Linked DNA regions of Rattus norvegicus: region 2 is linked to region 1. A link is a contact called in public Hi-C data. All regions are on one chromosome and are shown on one strand. Each heading gives the region's core, a stretch centred on a gene start, on an enhancer-like site or on the middle of the called end of the contact. The rest is flanking DNA. Distances are from core to core; before and after follow the strand shown. Region 1 overlaps Fig4 (FIG4 phosphoinositide 5-phosphatase). Region 2 overlaps Ak9 (adenylate kinase 9).

What was found. A called contact is a pair of places that touch in the nucleus more often than the background predicts.
Region 2: a contact with region 1 is called in a Hi-C map of kidney, with 4 times the contacts expected there. The contact joins two enhancer-like sites. A contact is called at or near these places in 8 of 12 Hi-C or Micro-C datasets (the A7r5 cell line, the Rat2 cell line, Schwann cells and 4 more).

The regions. Positions count from the first base shown.
Region 1 is chr20:46,294,974-46,299,316 of GRCr8, forward strand. All of the region lies in intron 1 of Fig4 (FIG4 phosphoinositide 5-phosphatase), which reads right to left. Among named protein-coding and RNA genes, the nearest start is that of Fig4, 9.3 kb to the right of the region's middle. Within about 2 kb of position 2,113, at least 19 of the 93 cell types and tissues checked have an H3K27ac peak or open chromatin away from gene starts, as enhancers often do. A contact at or near this core is called in kidney, where this site is marked.
Region 2 is chr20:46,488,380-46,492,722 of GRCr8, forward strand. Ak9 (adenylate kinase 9) reads left to right here. Exons shown (of 40, transcript XM_017601822.3): 27 at 949-1,168; 28 at 2,427-2,492. Among named protein-coding and RNA genes, the nearest start is that of Zbtb24, 39 kb to the right of the region's middle. Within about 2 kb of position 2,067, at least 2 of the 93 cell types and tissues checked have an H3K27ac peak or open chromatin away from gene starts, as enhancers often do. A contact at or near this core is called in kidney, where this site is marked.

The DNA.
Region 1 (4,343 bases), core at 863-3,362:
CTGAGCAGGGAGTTAATGCAGCCCAAGAGCAGGACAGCAAGTCTCACAAGCATGCCACCCTGACAGGCGGTACCCAGCCTGACTGATGGGGAAGCTTCTCTTTCCTCCAGAAGTGCGTGTGAAATCCCATCGCCCCAACCACATCTCTGACATGCTGTAACCATGCTTCTCTCTCCCGGACGACATCCATGGCCCCCTGCTCCTGTCCCTCAGCCAAGCATCCCACACTGACTCTCCTCGCTTGCTCCACAGTCACGTGATAAAGGTCAAGAGGCATTCCTTGTGGAGTGGTTTCTTATTTTACTCAAGTACATGTGTGGGGATAAAGGGCACCCCAAATCCTTTTAGGGGTGCACTCACCTCAGAGCAGCACCCATTAAGCACCCATAAACTGGAAGGCACAGTGCAGTCTCACCCAGGACAACTTCGAGCTGCTAAATCCCCTAGAGCAACTCACGCTCTCATTGACTAGAACCAATCTCCAAAGCAAGAGGCAGACTGGGGGTGCTGGGCGCCAGGGGAGCAGGGACATCTGCTAGGGAGCTCAAACTTCAAAGACTGGAATCTTCTGTGTGCCATACACCACCCCTTCCCTTCCTCTCTCAAGATTTACCTCTGCACAGGGAACCGTGACAAAGATGTCTCAAGATTTACCTCTGCGCAGGGAACAGTGACAAACTGATCTTCCGAGTAGGAGCAAACACACCCAGTTACCTCTCCAGATAAAGGCTGGGTATGAGAGGCAGCCATCTTGCCAACTATATTACTCTAATTCCAAAACGCACGTTCACACCAACCAAAACAAGTATGCTCACGTCTTTCAAACACTTGCCAACTAAGACATTAATGTAAAAATGGGAGTCTACGTCCACTTTAATGCTTTAATTAAAGAACTGAATAGCCAATCATATTCATGGATTATCTACTTATTACTTAGCTTTTTAATAATTTATTTTTATATGTGTGGAGGTGAATTAGGCATATACATGTAGGGGCTCCCAGAGAGACCAGAAGAGAGCATTGGACCCTGTAGAGCTGCAGTCACAGGTAGCTGTGAGCCACCCAGTGTGGGTGCTGGGAAACTGAACTCGGGGCCACTACAGGAGTGGCAAGGGGTCTTAACCACTGAGCTGTCTCCCTGACCCCTACCGTGTCATTTTCAAATGGTCTTATTCTTCAGACTACTTATATAATGTTCAGAATGTAAGGATGTCTTACACTATTATTCTGGCTACTAACAGCCCCTCCATCTGTCATTAGGTTTTTGGTTATTTTTAACTTATATTTGCAGTTTTAAACCAGGAAAGAAAAAATATAAATAAGTCATGATCCACCTTATGAAGCTAGGGGAAAAGAACTTGTTGCTGTGGTCTAAGTATCCTGAGATCTCACTCCAACACAGCAATGCTAAGAGGCGAGGCCTTCTGGATGTGACTTGATCTGGACAGGAGTGGCACCCCATAGCAAATGGCAGGAGGGACTTATCATCTCCTCAATGGTGCAGGTATAGCCTGTCCCTCACAAACACTGAACCTGCCTGTGCCTTGATCTTGGACCTGTGTGTCTCTGAAACTGTAAGAAACACTTCCTCACTGGGTTTGTTTTGTTTTCTGATGACTGTCAACATTGCTGAGACAGGAGGCAAGAGTCTTTGCTAAGCCATGCTCCCAAGACACTGTCTGATTGATTTCTAACTGAAGCAAGGTCACAGTGGCCAACTGAAATCATTGATGATTATGGAGCTGAGAAAACTGTTATGATGAGATAGGTTCCAGATGAACGACAGCTTATCCAGAAAGGATTCTTCTCTTTAGGCATGCAATGCACACATACAAATAAATGTCTCAATGGCAGGCAGTCACTAAAGAATGTCTTAGTTTTGTTTCCCCTTGCGGTGAGTAAAAGTCCCTGACAATTCAGGAGAGAAGGGGTTAATTTTAGCTCAGGAGGGATTACAGTTCATCACCATGGCAGCAGGAGCACCAGGCTGGCCCATTACACTGTGTCAACAGCTAGAAACAGAGGAATAAATCAAAGCACATTTCTCTGCTCACCTGCTTTACGCTTACGTAACCCAGGACCACGCCCACTCACTGGTGCCACCCACAGAGGGTGGGGCTTCCCACCTCAATTAACATAACCAAGACCAAGCCGATCCTCTTCTCCCAGGGAATTCTGGGTTGTAGAAAGCTGATCAAACTAACCATCACACACGGAGAGGAAAAAAAAAAATACAAAACACTCTAGTCGGGAGCAAAAAGGCAAATTTTTTTCATAAAACCAAAGATACGGATGGGAAAACATACTATTAGTAACTCGATGTCAATAAATTCGAAACTGAGATGAAATGGGCAAACTTCTTGAAAAACACAAATTATCAAAACTCAAGATCAATTAAAAACCAACCTATACAGCCCTCTTATCTCACCCACAAAGCAACTCCAACGCAGGCTTCACTAGTGGACTAGGAAGGACACTGAAAAAGAAAGTCAGTCATACATAAGCACTCCGGGAAGGAGAAGGAGCATCTAAAGCTACCTGAGCCCAGACATAAAAGCCAGACAAGAGGCTAGAGACAGCTGAGTGGGTGGGCACTCCTGGTTCTCAGTCTGGGGATGACGACCCTCTCCCAGGGGTCACCTAAGACCACCAGAGAGCATATTTACACTACAGTTCATAACAGAAGCAAAATCACAGTCATAAGTAGCAATGGACATAATTTTCTGTTGAGGTCGCCCTGTGTGGAAGGGCGGCAGCCTCAGAGAACCCCTGATGTGACAGCTGGAGAGAACTAACTTCCAGAGGTGACCGCTAACTCAGTGCACTCTGCCAGATGTGCACACAGAAGTAAATATAAAAGTTCTAAAACGGGGGTGTTGAGGAATATCATTAAACAACAACTAAACGTAAAGTCTTTAAGTGTTAACTAGCACATGGAATCCACTGTGTGAAAACAGTATAATAGGCTAAGCTGTATTTCTGTAATTCAAAGTTGAACATTTAAAATAAGATGATGAACTGACTACAGTAAAAACATTAAGGCAATGGAATGTAAAGAGGAGAAATGGCAACATGTTATTCATACATTTTTAATTTAAAAGATATTTTGTGTGTCCAGGGGGAGAGGGTTTGCCTGCATGTGTGTCTGTCCATCGTGTTTGTACAGTAAGGACCCTCAGAAGCCAAAGGAAGGCCCTTGGGGACTGCAGTTGCAGACGTGGTGAACAGCCACATGGGTGCTGGGAACCAAACTCAGGTCCTCTGGAAGGCCAGCCGGGTCCCTAACCACTAGGCCACCTCTCCAGCCCCTCAGTTTTTGTTTTTGTTTTTTTTTTGTTTGTTTGTTTGTTTTTTAAGTTCTCAGCTGGGGCTGGAGAGATGTCTCAGCGGTTAAGAGCACTGACTGCTCTTCCAGAGGTCCTGAGTTCAATTCCTGGCAACCACATGGTGGCTCACAACCATCTGTAAAGATTACCCTCTTCTGGTGTGTCTAAGGACAGCTACAGTGTACTCATACAAAACAAATAAATCAATCTAAAAAGAAAAAACAGTTCTCTGCAAACCAGAAATAGAAAAAGAACCTTGGTCCAATAAAAGGCATCTACGGGAAACCCAGTGCACATTATTGACAACTGAAGATTGAGGACTTTTCCCCTAAGAAAGAAGAGAAAGTTGTGTCTTCTCTAGTGACTTCGAATCTAGCTTCGAAGTGCTGAGGCAAGCAAGCAAGAGACCAAGAGGCGAAGAGAGAAGTGACCCCCTTTCTAAGTGACATTTTAATTCTCCCCAAATCAGTCCACAGATTTAGTGAAATCTAAATCCTAGCAGGAAGTGTGTGTGTGTGTGTGTGTGTGTGTGTGTGTGTGTGTGTGTGTGTGTGTGTGTGTCCTGGAATATGTGCATATGTGTACAAGTATATGGAGGCCAAAGGTCAACACAGGGCATTTTCTTCAATGACTCTCCACACAGTCTCTCTAACCTTGAGCTCAGGACTGGCTAGGCTGGCTGGCCAACAAACCTCAGTATTCTCCTGTCTGTCTGCACAGCTGGATTACAGGTGTGCACTCCTCCTGTCTGCACAGCTGGGATTACAGGTGTGCACTCCTCCTGTCTGCACAGCTGGGATTACAGGTGTGCACTCCTCCTGTCTGCACAGCTGGGGTTGCAGGTGTGCACTCCTCCTGTCTGCACAGCTGGGGTACAGGTGTGCACTCCTCCTGTCTGCACAGCTGGGATTACAGGTGTGCACTCCTCCTGTCTGCACAGCTGGGGTTGCAGGTATGCACTCCTCCTGTCTGCACAGCTGGGATTACAGGTGTGCACTCCTCCTGTCTGCACAGCTG
Region 2 (4,343 bases), core at 817-3,316, 190 kb after region 1:
TCTGAGGCCACCTTGGTCTACATAGCAAGTTCCAGGCCAGCCAGGGTCACATAGTGAGACCTTGTCTTAAAAAAACAAACAAACAAACAAACAAACAAAAAACTCAGACTAGAAGGCGTTGGGAAAGGTGTAAATTCTTTAAAGTATTTATTACCCATCTGATAAAGTCAAAATTCATCAATACATGTCAAAATATATGATACATGCAGAGATGACATGTGGAGGGTCCCTGCAGTCCTTTCAGAAGGCAGGGAAAGGAAATTGAGAAGAGCCAAAAACGGAATTAGGTTCTGCTAGATTTTTAGGTACTGGTGCTGGACCAAGATTTCAAGAGTCTGACATCATATTTTTTGTCTTCTTTAAGAAAACTCAAAGGTCTGGGATAAATAAAACATAAATTCTAGAACATAGAGGCAGAGCCTGGATCATCAGACAGCCAAAGATCAGGTCGTAAAGGGCTCCATCCCTAGATTGCCGGGAGGAGGATGGGGGAGCATCTCTTTCCTTGGAGGGATGCCCGCGGGTTTAGCCTTCCTGACTCCTCCAGTGCCTCTCTGTGTGCACCAATATTCTTTGCCCCCCCCACACACACACATCAATACTTAGCATTAGTAGTTCCATAATATAATTTTTCTACTTGGCGTTTAAGTTATCATACAAAATAATGAGCTGGTTATGACATTTTCATATGTAAATAGATTAGATAGAGGTAGATAGAGGTACAGATAGATATAATCTTCCGCTGGTTTCTTTCCTCTCACAAAGCGGTTCCTCTTCTGCTTTCATGCAATAGATGTCATATAGAAATTGATAGCTAGGTAGATGATTGATTGATTGATTGATTGATAGATCTTGATATGAGAGAAACATTTGATGTTTGTCTTTTGGATGTGGCCTATCTGGAGTATCACTGATGTTTCAAGCAAATTATGAAAATTTTCCACTCAGCTCCACGGGCTTTATCCTGGACGGCTTCCCGCGGTACCCTGAGGAGGCCCAGTTTCTGGGAGAGCGGGGATTTTTCCCAGACGCCGCAGTTATAATACAAGTCGATGATCAAGACATCTTCGATCGCCTCCTCCCCGCCCAAGTTCAGAAATGGAAGACGAAACAACTCAAGAAATCAGAGAGGAAAAAAATGATCAAAGAAATGAAGGCGAAAATCAAGGTTTGCGGGACGAGGGCCTGCTCATCTCCTACGTGGGTTTCTAAGCAGCGTTCACAACAACGAGGTTTCGAATCCGAATGCTGCCGTAAGCAGGAAGACATTTTTCATCCAATTTTTCATCCTTTAATAGGAATCTAAAGCTATTTGAAGCTTTTTTGGTTTTAGTTTTTTGGTTTTTTTGTTTTTGTTTTTGTTTTCCCCGGAGCTGGGGACCGAACGCAGGGCCTTGCGCTTCCTAGGCGAGCGCTCTACCACTGAGCTAAATCCCCAACCCCGGTTTTGGTTTTTTGATACAGGGTCTCTCTATATGGACTTGTCTGTCTTGAAACTCTGTAGACCAGGCTGCCCTTGAACTCAGACATCACCAGGATGTCTCTGCCTCCCGAATGCAGGACTTCCTTGAAGCTTTTTTTCCTATCTAAATGCGTTAATGCTTCTCTTCCTGAATTAGCGGTATTCAGGCCTCCCCGGAGGCCTCTGTGAGGCACAAGAGCAGTCGATAAGCACAGCGGAGGCAGTGGTGCTCTGAATTCATCCTTCCAGCCACTCACAGACCAGTCTTCTAAATGTCTGTCTGAATCCAGTCTCACCGGCGGGGTTGGAACTCAGGGCTGTGCAAACCCATTTCCTCACGGTATTTTTAGCTCCAGGAGGTGTCACACCAGGTGCCTCTAGGTTTCCATATCAGGGAGTCCAGCCCTGGGTGCTGTTGTACAGTTCTGTCTGGGTCCCCATTATCAGACCCTTAGAGGAGAGGTATTGCCTGACTTGATATTGTATTTTAAGAAGAAAGTGAAAGAATAAATAAATAAATATTGTAATGCCCAAGACAGTGCCAGCCTCTGGCAGGCACACTGAAATTAGTTAAACTTAAACACCAAAACCCTGAGGACCTTTGAACAGATCCACTATGTCAGACCCGGAAAAGATCAGGGCATGGTCCTTCACACACACACACACACACACACACACACACACACACACCTGTGCATATACCCTCCAACGTGTGTGTGCTTTCCACAGAGATACAGCTGTGCTTACAAAGACATGTCTTCACAGTAAGAAAATTAGATTTCCAAACATTTTCAACCCTTGGGAGGGAGATAGCCCAGAAGGACAAGGATTGTGCTGGATCAATCACCATCATGTGTTTTCCTGGTTAGATCCCTTCCACCATACCTTAGCCCCAGCGTTAACACATAGCAGGTGATTTTTATCACATTTGCTCCCTGTAAACCTGTAAATGTTCCCTCAACAGGAAGATATGGTCGCTAAAAGAAGAGCTGAACTTATTTCAGAGCGAGAGAAAAGAAAGAAAGGGGAGGTAAGCAGATTTTGTATGTGTGTGTATTGGTGAAATGTATTTCTCTTATTTTTGGAATGCTATATGCTACTATTTTAAATGACCTTTTATAATATTTATAATCAGAAAAGATAAGCAACTTTTGTTTTTTGTTTTGTTTTGTTTTGAGACAGAATCTTTCTCTATGTCACTCTGGCTGACTTGGAGCTTGCTATATAGACCAGACTCTGCCTCTGTCCCTACCCACCCCCAACCCCTGGCTTTTCTTTTTGTCTGTCCATCTCTCCCTCTCTATGCATCTCTCTGTGTCTTTCTGCCTCTTCGCCTCTCTGCCCCTCTGTCTGTCTCTTTGTGCCTCTTCGCCTCTCTCTGTCTCTCTGTCTCTCTCTCTCTCTCTGTCTCTCTGTCTCTCTCTCTCTCTGCCTCTCTCTCTGCCTCTCTCTCTCTGCCTCTCTCTCTCTGCCTCTATTTCTCTTTGCCTCTCTCTCTTTGCCTCTCTCTCTCTCTGCCTCTCTCTCTGCCTCTCTCTCTGCCTCTCTCTCTGCCTCTCTCTCTGCCTCTCTCTCTCTCTCTGCCTCTCTCTCTGCCTCTGCCTCTCTCTCCGTGTCTCTCTCTTTCTCTGCCTCTCTCTCTCTCTGCCTCTCTCTCTACCTCTCTCTCTGCCTCTCTCTCTCTGCCTCTCTCTGCCTCTCTCTCTCTCTCTGTCTCTCTCTCTGCCTCTCTCTCTGCCTCTCTCTGCCTCTCTCTCTCTGTCTCTCTCTCTCTCTGCCTCTCTCTCTCTCTCTCTCTCTCTATCTCTCTCTCTCTCTCTGCCTCCCCACCCCCATCCCTGCCTCTGGCTCTGAATTTGGGGATTAAAAGCATGCACCACTTCACTGGGCGTGAACAAAAAGAAACCTCTAAAGACCCTGAAGTATTCTCACACAAAATGTACAGTGCACTGAACTGTTTCTTTGGGATTCTCTTCCTTTGAATTTTCATCTTGCTCTCATGCTTCCTGCTACCTGCACACGGACAGGCCGGGAGCATAGGGGTGAGTTAGATGGAGCCTATCACGTTGACCTGAATCTAAACTCTGGATACTTTCGGATGTGAAATGAGGTGGCGGAGAGAGAGAACCTAGACAGGCACTGTGTTTTAAGTGCGAAGTGTTGTCCCCACCCCCACCCCCACCCCCTCACATGCTTGCGTGTTTGACATCAGCTGGTGTCTTGGTTTTGAAAAGTTGTAGAGCCTTTAGGAGGGAAATGGGTCGTTGATGTTAGGCCTTGAGGTTAGAGTCCAGCCTCACTTCCTGTCCACTCTTCCTGGTCTACCGAGATGTGAAGAAGTTAGGAGTCCCAGCTGCACAATTCTGCAACCAGGCTTTCCCCTCTGTGATGAACCAAACTCTCAAAGAGCAAGAAGCCTCCTCTTCATGGTTTACCTAGACTGGCCAGCCAGCCTGCCTGCTTGCCTTCCTTCTTTCCTTTCTCCTTCCTCCTCCCTCCCTTCCTCCCTCCCTCCTGTCTGCCTTCCTTTTATCCATTAGCAAGCATCCTCCCACCCCACCCTCATTCATTAAGCAGGCATTAACTGGCTAGACCTGTGGCCGGAGCTAATCTCATCTGCAAACATGTTCTGGTGCGAACTCTGTCCAAACTGTCACGCTAATGGTCACACTCAAGATGGCACTGTACCCTGGACTCAGCAAAGCTAACTACACAAAGCCCATGGGGATCTCTAGTGCTACCTGAATGATCACGACACATTCCCCAGCAAAGAATTGCCAGAGCCAGTACAGACTTTAGGGTCTAGCAGACCAAAACTGGTAAGTTCCCGCCAGTTCTTACCGGTTATATCCTGTTTTACGGCTGTCTCTCCAGTACGCTA